Linked DNA regions of Mus musculus: all the other regions are linked to region 2. A link is a contact called in public HiChIP or PLAC-seq and promoter capture Hi-C data. All regions are on one chromosome and are shown on one strand. Each heading gives the region's core, a stretch centred on a gene start, on an enhancer-like site or on the middle of the called end of the contact. The rest is flanking DNA. Distances are from core to core; before and after follow the strand shown.

What was found. HiChIP or PLAC-seq counts read pairs in DNA pulled down with a chosen protein or histone mark. Capture Hi-C pulls out chosen DNA fragments and counts their contacts.
Region 1: an H3K4me3 HiChIP or PLAC-seq map of bone marrow-derived macrophages shows a contact between it and region 2, with 3 times the contacts expected there. The contact joins the enhancer-like site here to the promoter of Cep295 in region 2. A contact is called at or near these places in 4 of 39 promoter capture datasets (the C10 cell line, hematopoietic stem and progenitor cells, neural stem cells and 1 more), 1 of 484 Hi-C or Micro-C datasets (embryonic stem cells), 1 of 115 datasets of contacts at active chromatin or transcription factors (bone marrow-derived macrophages) and 1 of 9 other capture datasets (liver).
Region 3: a contact with region 2 is called in a promoter capture Hi-C map of liver, with 3 times the contacts expected there. The contact joins the promoter of Kdm4d here to the promoter of Cep295 in region 2. A contact is called at or near these places in 5 of 39 promoter capture datasets (hematopoietic stem and progenitor cells, hippocampal neurons, liver and 2 more), 5 of 484 Hi-C or Micro-C datasets (CD4 T cells, double positive thymocytes, myeloid progenitors and 1 more), 1 of 115 datasets of contacts at active chromatin or transcription factors (memory CD8 T cells) and 2 of 9 other capture datasets (adipose tissue and liver).

Annotation. Positions count from the first base shown.
Region 1 is chr9:14,833,999-14,836,698 of GRCm38.p6, forward strand. Mre11a (MRE11A homolog A, double strand break repair nuclease) reads left to right here. Exons shown (of 20, transcript NM_018736.3): 20 at 1-2,700. Among named protein-coding and RNA genes, the nearest start is that of Gpr83, 25 kb to the right of the region's middle. Within about 2 kb of position 1,278, at least 43 of the 459 cell types and tissues checked have an H3K27ac peak or open chromatin away from gene starts, as enhancers often do. A contact at or near this core is called in bone marrow-derived macrophages and hematopoietic stem and progenitor cells, where this site is marked.
Region 2 is chr9:15,356,526-15,359,225 of GRCm38.p6, forward strand. It overlaps Cep295 (centrosomal protein 295), which reads right to left and starts at 1,263. Exons shown (of 27, transcript NM_176976.4): 1 at 1,101-1,263. The coding sequence starts at 1,218.
Region 3 is chr9:14,498,999-14,501,816 of GRCm38.p6, forward strand. Kdm4d (lysine (K)-specific demethylase 4D) reads right to left here and starts at 1,484. Exons shown (of 2, transcript NM_173433.2): 1 at 1,110-1,484. Cwc15 (CWC15 spliceosome-associated protein) reads left to right here and starts at 1,621. Exons shown (of 7, transcript NM_023153.3): 1 at 1,621-1,783.

The sequences.
Region 1 (2,700 bases), core at 28-2,527, 520 kb before region 2:
GGCTGTCAGCCTCTGTGCCACAGCTAGCAGTTGATGGGAAAGCTTACAGACTTGAGTGGCATGTGCTGTAACCATCTCCTAGATCTCCAGAAAGCCAGGCCCTCCTGTGTGGGGGGCACCCAGCACCCTGCTTGTTATCAAGTGTGGATATCAGAGCTTGCTAGAGGACCGTCTACTAGGACCAGAAGGGTCTTATATTTAAATAATTAGTAGAAGGTTTTTGTTAAGAACATTTTGGCTGTTTTGGTTTTGATTTTTATTCATGTTATAGCAGAGATTCAGATCCTGTGCCCATTGGGCAGGACTCATTTTCTTGATGGCTCTGTCAGTAATGACAAGCTCTTTTTCTTTCTCGTATACTTGTCAGGAAGAAAAGGCTAATAGAATTTTTCTGTTTTCTTAAAAATACCGGAAAGCTTTTTTAGGCAAAGCAGCATCTGACCTTGTGGTTAGTTCAGGCTGCCATACTGCAGCAGTACAGCTTCTGCCGGTGTTGGTGCCGGACCTCCTCCACCAGCAGCACACTGGCTTCAGTTGCTGTAAACATCTCTGAGTGGATGATCCCAGAACTGACCGAAACAGCACACTTATATTTTTTTACTTGTTTTAGGAAGGAAATAAATAAAAATGTTATCCCTTCTGAGATAAGATAAATAATCTCATTCCCTGTCCCACACTCTAAAAACTTCTGCTGGTCTTAATTTTATAAGGCAAGTGTGTTCAGTCACTCTGATAAAATCTGAACCCTCTAGCATGACAACATGATGTTCTTCATAGTTGTAGACACCAGTGCTTGGGCTAAACAGTGCCTGTCTGGAACTTGCCAAGTTTTTGAAGCCCAGCACCTGACGGTACCACCAATCACCAAGTGGTTTAAGTTAGAACTATAATTCAGTGCTAATGAGCTGCTTAGAACAAGCTTTGTAACTGATGTGAGCACAGGGTTGTCAGCAGGGAACATTGACAGCACAAGGCCTGGTCCTGTGAGATCCCTTCGGGTAGTTCTCCCCACCCTCCATCTCAATCACATTAAACTTGAAGTGGATTGAATGGAGATGAAGTGAGGGGCTCTGTGAGATGGAGGCTAGTGGGAGGTGGTACTCCCTGACCCACTGAGGTATAGCCAGCATTAGGTGGTGCCTTGTCTGTGTGCCAGTGAGATGATCCTAGGTGAGTGACAGTGAGGTTGGTCACTAAAGTCCCTGAGAGTCTCCTGGAAAGGTTAGTGAGGCTTTTCCTCCATTAAAAAATCTCAGCTAGCCGGGCACGGTGGTGCGCACCTTTAATCCCAGCACTTGGGAGGCAGAGGCAGGCAGATTTCTGAGTTCCAGGACAGCCTGGTCTACAAAGAGAGTTCCAGGACAGCCAGGCCTATACAGAGAAACACTGTCTCGAAAAATAAAAAGCAAAACAAAACAAAAAATCTCAGCTAGAGTATAAAATGATGCTGCTAGCTGCTAGGGGAAGTGAGTCCCTGGCAGTGTGGAAATCTACCATGTGAGCAGCATGCAGTATAACCTGGCAGTATGGGAAGTACAAAGGGGAAATAGTGTTGATTGAAGGTCATTGTGTAATCAGTGTACCACAAAGTTCTCTGGGGTTTGTTTAGACAGATCTGACATTGGTTCTTTGGTGACAGTTTTCAGGCCTGTGAGTGTCAGCTGGATGAAGTCTTGGGACCTGGAACAAGTTGTTCTTTAGTGACAGGTTTCTGAGAGGGAGTGCACAGGTTCGGAAAATAAAGATTATAGGAACGCTGGGCTCAGGAAGTCTTGCAGAGCTGACTTTATGCCAGGCAGGTTTCTTTAGAAGTACATCTTACATGGTGTGTTGTGAGGAAATAGGGCACAGGCAGAAAGTTACCATACAACGGGATGAAGTCCCAGGAAGCTAATCAAGCCATGTTGCACAAGGTACCATGGTAGCTCAAGGGCATCATAGACTGAGCACATAGTGGCCTTGGAACTGATGAATTCAGTCTCTTCAGAGGGAAAAGATAAGTTCTCAGGAACCAAAATCTTAACTCCATCAAGGCCCCAGCCCAGAGCTTGCCAAGTGTGCGTTGTGTGAGGACGACACAGGACTGAGCTCTCTTGTCCTCTCATGGGCCATCTTGAGAAGGCCAGGATTCGGCCTGACTCCCAACAGCCTTCCAGATGATTTTTGAGCGCCCCATTTGCTCTTAAGGATGTGATAGCTCCACGATGAATGGAGACCTTTGTCCTTTAGCTTACCAAAGAGTCCATCTCTGCATCCCGTGAGTACGCGTGGAGAGCGAGCGCACTGTACCTCCAGCTGCTTGCCTGGCAAGCCTCTGAACAGCAAGCAGAGTTTAATTTAGGAGCACGTGAATGTTATCTTTATAAACCTTCAAAGTTGCTGGTGACAGTAACTATAGAAAAGCCATGCCTTAACCTGTGCAGGGAGTCCTCTTGGGCAGGAGCCAGTGGCACGAGCTCGCCATGCCTGAGGAGCATGCATGGCTGCAGTTCAGAGCTCGCACTCTGGTTCTGCTGCTGTATGCACTTAGACGGTTACAGCAGATAATCTCCGCACAGTCTTGTGCAGTGACTGAGAATCTAGTCAGCAAAGCTGTAACTATCCTCCATCATACGTGTAGGCTGCGTATTTTACCTGTCCCTACCCATTACATAGGATGGCTCATGTGATACGTTTTACATGTAAAGATTCAAGGAGAAT
Region 2 (2,700 bases), core at 13-2,512:
ACAATTGTGGTCAGGACAAGTATGATCTTATTCATCACCTCATCTCTTTTGTCTAAAAAACTGTCTTGCATCTTATAAATAATTCAGCGTGGACTGAACGAGAAAGTGACTAATCCATATACAGTACTACATGGCAGACCCAGTCATGACTTCATCGAAGAACAAATGTCAAACAGTAGTAATTGCTTGAATTGAAAACCTTTTCCGCACTCGGGAGGCAGAGGCAGGTGGATTTCTGAGTTTGAGGCCAGCCTGGTCTACAGAGTGAGTTCCAGGACAGCCAGGGCTACACAGAGAAACCCTGTCTCGGAAAACAAAACAAAACAAAAAAAGCCTTTTCCAATACACTCCACTGAATTCTTAAGAAAATACTCCTGAGGATGGTTGAGGCTCCAAGAGAGGAACATTTTAAGTTGTCCTCCATAGGAGACAAGTATTCCTCCTGCATCTATTAAGTAGAATCCTGTTACCTGGCTTGTTCACTAGTCATTTCTACCCATGTGGACTCTTCAAGTTCTGTGTTTTAAGTGTCCAATAATGATGGACACAGTAGGGCTTATCTTGATAGATTTCCTTCTAAGGATTAGGCAGTATCTGACACACAGTAACCAAAAAATTAATAGATGTGGATGCAAGAGCCATTCATTAGCAAAAGGCAGAAGCCAAGTTTCAAATCCCTTGGGCCTTGTTAACTTTATTCCGTGTAAGGGGGTAATAGCCACCACACGTGGCTGTACTATATGTACGTGTGGCTTAATTACTACCCAACCGCCGAACACATTCTAATGTAAGACTGACGACAACCATTCGCTGCTGTAGGGTTTATTGCCTAGGCTGGTCTTGAACACGAGGCATTTCTCCTGCCTCAGCACTGCCTTGCATGTGCTGGGATTACAGGGTGAACTAACACTCTCGAATGAGACTGCCATTTTTTTCATAGCTTGAGTGTAGGAAGAGTACCAGAAGAGCTACGGGTGGCGGATGCCTCAGAAAGGCCGAGCTCTCTGTAGGGCCGGCCTCGGGGCGGTTTAAAGGGCCGGAAGGTTCGCCAGCCTGCTCGCGGCCAGCCAGAAGAACCCTGGCGGGCCTCCGTCACTCACCTGACAGCGTGTGTGGTCTGGCCTCACGACACACAGGCACCCGCACCCGGCCGGCTACCCAGCAGCCGTTTGGGTACCTGCGGGACAGCCATGACCCGGCTCTCGTCACTTCCGTCATTCAAACGGCCCGCCAATGGCGGGATCGGACGGCGGGAACCAGCTTAGGACCGCCTCCGCAGGGGCCGCCCGGAAGGCCGCGCCGTGCCAAGCCCCCGCCCACCTCCAGCTCGGCGCACGCGCAGCCCCGCCCACGTGCACGCACGCACGCACGCACGCGCAGCTTGCGCAACGGGCCATTATCCCTCTCAACTGTCAGGGTCTTGTCCCACTTGCTCTGTGGTGTTTTGTCGCCGGCAGTCAATCCTGGGTCGGGTTCAGAACATGAAGGAGGATGTGTGGAATCGGCGGAAGACTTGGACCAGGAAGTGCAGTTCACATACTATACTCTGACACCGAGACAACTCAGACTACCTTTATTTATACATCTAGTTTTCCACGTCTCTTTTAAGAACTTCCTATGTTCAACCAAGTGCACACTGTACTTCCTTCTCAGTCGCCACGGTTTCCTGCTAACCCATGAACAGTATCAAGAAAGATGAAATATAGATTGAGCACGTGGCTAATATCTAACCCAGCACATTGATACATAACCAATTGAGGATACAGTACAGAGAGGCGATAAACTACATACCCGAGAAATTCTGATTTAATTATTGACACCTAGCCTGTCCCCTTAGGAAATCTCATTCCTCTAGTGCCCAGGGCAAATTAGTAAACCGAGTCAGTTGCTCATCCTTGCTTGGTGTAACCTCTGAATATTCCTGTTAAGTCTTGGAACCAACAATCCAGAAAGACCTTCTTAAGCTTTTAATACCCATGTAACTATTGTTTGGAACAGCACTGTAGGGCAAATTGTTGGAACTAAGTAACCATAAGGAGAGAACATCTGGATGTTAGCTGGTGTACACAGACTAGGCCCTCTTGTTGACCAACCGCATCATTATTAACAAACACAGGAGTAGTGGTCTATTCCACTTTCATGGCCTCAGAGACAAATAGGAATGAATCACAGTCCAAACTTTCTGATTCTAGAGAAACATCTGTCACAAACAAAGTAAAAGCAAATACTTCCAATAACAAAGTCAAACACACAAATGCAAGGCAAAAGCGAACCAAGCATTCCTTGGGGAAAGGCCAGGAGATTCTGTTCCAATATCCCATAGGTCTTTGCCATGTGGGGACCCAACTCCTCAGGCCTTGCCATAAGGAGATCCATCTGCATTAAACTCATGCACCATTCCCAGCAGAGGCATGTTCACTTGGTCGCAAGTCTGGAAGAAGAGGTGTAGCAAGCACTTTTGGTTCAGTTGCCTGACACCCCTCTGTCATTTGCTGACCTGATGACTGGACAGCTCTACCCAGCTGGCGTCTTGGGCAGAAAGTACTCAAGTGGAAATCTGAGCTTGAGACATGTTCTGTTTTGAATAGGAAACCAGGAGGGATCAGAGCAAGCTCAGTAGGGTGAGAGAGTGTCAGCCTATACATTGTGGGGGAACACTCTCATAGAAGCAGGGGGATGGAGGATGAGATAGGGGTTTTC
Region 3 (2,818 bases), core at 234-2,733, 860 kb before region 2:
CAACTAGAGTTCAGCATTATGGAAATATAGAACTGGGTGCCATAAAGACACTTTTGCAAGGGAGGAAGTGGGGACCAGTAGAGATGTCAGGGGAAACCTCACAGAGGAAGCAGCACTAAGCTATGCCCTGAAGAACCGAGTTACAGGTGTCTTGGAGGCAGAGGTGAAGAACACAGTCCCAAGTCTTTAAAAACAGATGAATGCATGCCTGAACTTAAGTTGAAAGCCAGCCTGGGCTGCACTGTAAGAGCTTGGCTCAAAACTCAAATGAAACAATGGAATCCTGCCTTGTTGAAAGAAACAGAAATGTCCAGTTGAGTGTATCTTGAGTGTGGTGTGCCTGTGACTAAAGGCAGGCAGGAGGCAGACTGTGTAAGTAAAAGCAAGAGGCTGTTTTATCCTAAGTGTCAAAACCACTACCTGGTAATCTGAAAAAATCACTCTGTTTGTGCAAAACTAGGAAAGTCCCTATGAAAGCAATTACAAATCAAGAGGAAATGACAGTGGCCTGAAGGAGTGTGGTGACAAGCAAAGGAACTTCAGGGTAATTTTCACAATACTGGACAAGAGTGGCAGGTGAACAGGATGTGACGAGGGAAGGAAGAGGGTCTCCATCTTTGGGTTTGAGTCACTAATGTGAAAGCGGTGTCCTTTGTGTGAGGCTCAGGGCAAAAATATGAAGCTTTCACCTTCTACTTGGGGAGCGGGCACATTCGGGAGGGAGTGGGTTCTTTTCTAATTCTCTTTCTTCATTTAAAAGTTCCAAAGGAAGGACAGAAAAGAACGGAAATGTTCAATTTTAGGAGACCCTTCCACTTGAGATAAACTGGAGAACAGAATCCTCTTTACCGAGCATCGGCCGTCCCCAAGATCTCAATGATGGGGCACAAGACAACGTTGGCGAAGCCATCTTAATCCCATCTCGTGCTCCTCCTGGCAGTTAGGCCCACTGCTCCATAAATTGTCACTATCGTAAACGCTCACAAGCATCTCCCCTCACGCTACAACGCTTAATGCATATAGCTATATATCTATATATTTATATATCTTAACAAGCAATGCGACTATAACCCTTGCCTTCAAGGCTAGTGGTTTCGCAGGAATGGTACCTTTGGAAAGCTCGTGGCTGCCCCCGTACTTATTTGCGCCTTCTTCATATCCACTTAAGTGACAACTCTAGTCCCTAGGCTGCGGGGTCTACTGAGGAGCAGGAGCCGTTGGGTCGGTCAGTTGGCAAGCTCTCCTCACATCTCTCTTGCGAGACGCGGACCGGCTCCTGGCGCCTCCGTCCTCGCAGAACCGCAGCGAACGAGTCTGGGAGGGGGTCGGGAAAGGAAAAGACGCAAGAGAGATTAAGTAATTGGTTCGCAAAGGAAAAAAGATGATATTTGGGGTCGACTATGAAGCACCGGTTTCAAACGCCCGCCCCCTAAGCTGCCTTGGCTCCGCCCCTAGGCAACGTCATTCCATCTTTTTCCCGTGTCTTTGCTGATTGGTCACTGCGTCAGCCTGTGAGAGACGGTTTAAAAAAAAAAAAAAAAAAAACACACACACAACTCCGGAATTGCTTCCGGGTGTGGAGTTCGCATCTTCTCCACAGCCATTGGAAGTGCGAAGGTTTTGCTTCCGGGTCTCAACCGAGCCCCTGGTGTAAAAACTGGAAGCTCTGCATTTTGTTTCCGGTCTTGGGCCTGGCGCCCCCGGCGCCGAGATTTCTGGGAGCTAAGGGTCGCATTGGTTCATGAGTGAGTTTCGGAAGGTGCTGCGTAGGACCCCCGCCAGAGTGAGCAGCCGGGCATGGTGGTTTGTGGTTCTTGTGTGGGTGGCACCGGGGAGCCGAGTCGCCGCCGCAGCCCGTGACGATCGTACAGGCCGCGGTGCAGGGATGGTGGTCCGGAGCTGAAGCCGAGCCCGGGGCGGTCACCGGTGCAGCGCCTCAGACACTGAGAAAAGCAAAGGAGGGTGGGATGGGGAGAAACTCCCACTTCACACACGATCTGTGTGAGCAGCTGCTTAAGCTAACGGAGATTTAGTAGCCCTGCAGTTAGGCTGCAATTCTTATTTGACAGCTAAAAATGGCAAAGGTTCTCTTGTAGCCTAGGCTAGCTTCGAACTCCCGATTCTTTTGCTTTCACCTCCCAAGCTCTGGAATCACAGGAGTACCCCCATCATACCCAGTTCAGGATGGGTTCTTGATACTTGGTTGGGTGGAGTTCCGATTTTCTGAGCATCGCGGAAGTTACAGCCTTGATAAATGTTGTGGTAACTGCTTTAGAAGAAAATTGAGTCAACAAGATTCTGGGGTAATGGTTGCCCATGTAAATGTCACTGGGGACTTTAAACAAATTTTAACATAATAAGTTTGACTGTGACTTTAAAAGAAATTTGTTTTTTATTGGGTTCTTTGCTGTAGTGTGAGGTTTCTGGTAGAACAGCAAATCTTGGCCGGACAGTTACATTGTGAGATCCTATAATTAAAAAAAAAAAAAAAAAAGAATAAATTTTTTTTAAAAAAGAATAAAATAAAATCTCAGAGAAGCTAGTGCTAGTGGGATAACATTTTTTTAAGTCATTTATTTTAAAAGCTACACTACACTGTTGTGCAAGATCTGACATCATGTATGGGAATCTCATAATACTATAGAAATGTCGGCATTCCACAAATGACAGAAACGAGCTAGAAGACTTGCCCAGGGCTACCCAGCCAGAACAGAAGCACTAACTCAGATCTTCATAGTAGTTATTTATACTGAATAAGAGTTGCCTAGTAAACACCCTGAGTTTCATAATTCGGATTTTTAGGAACTTGTGTTGAAGC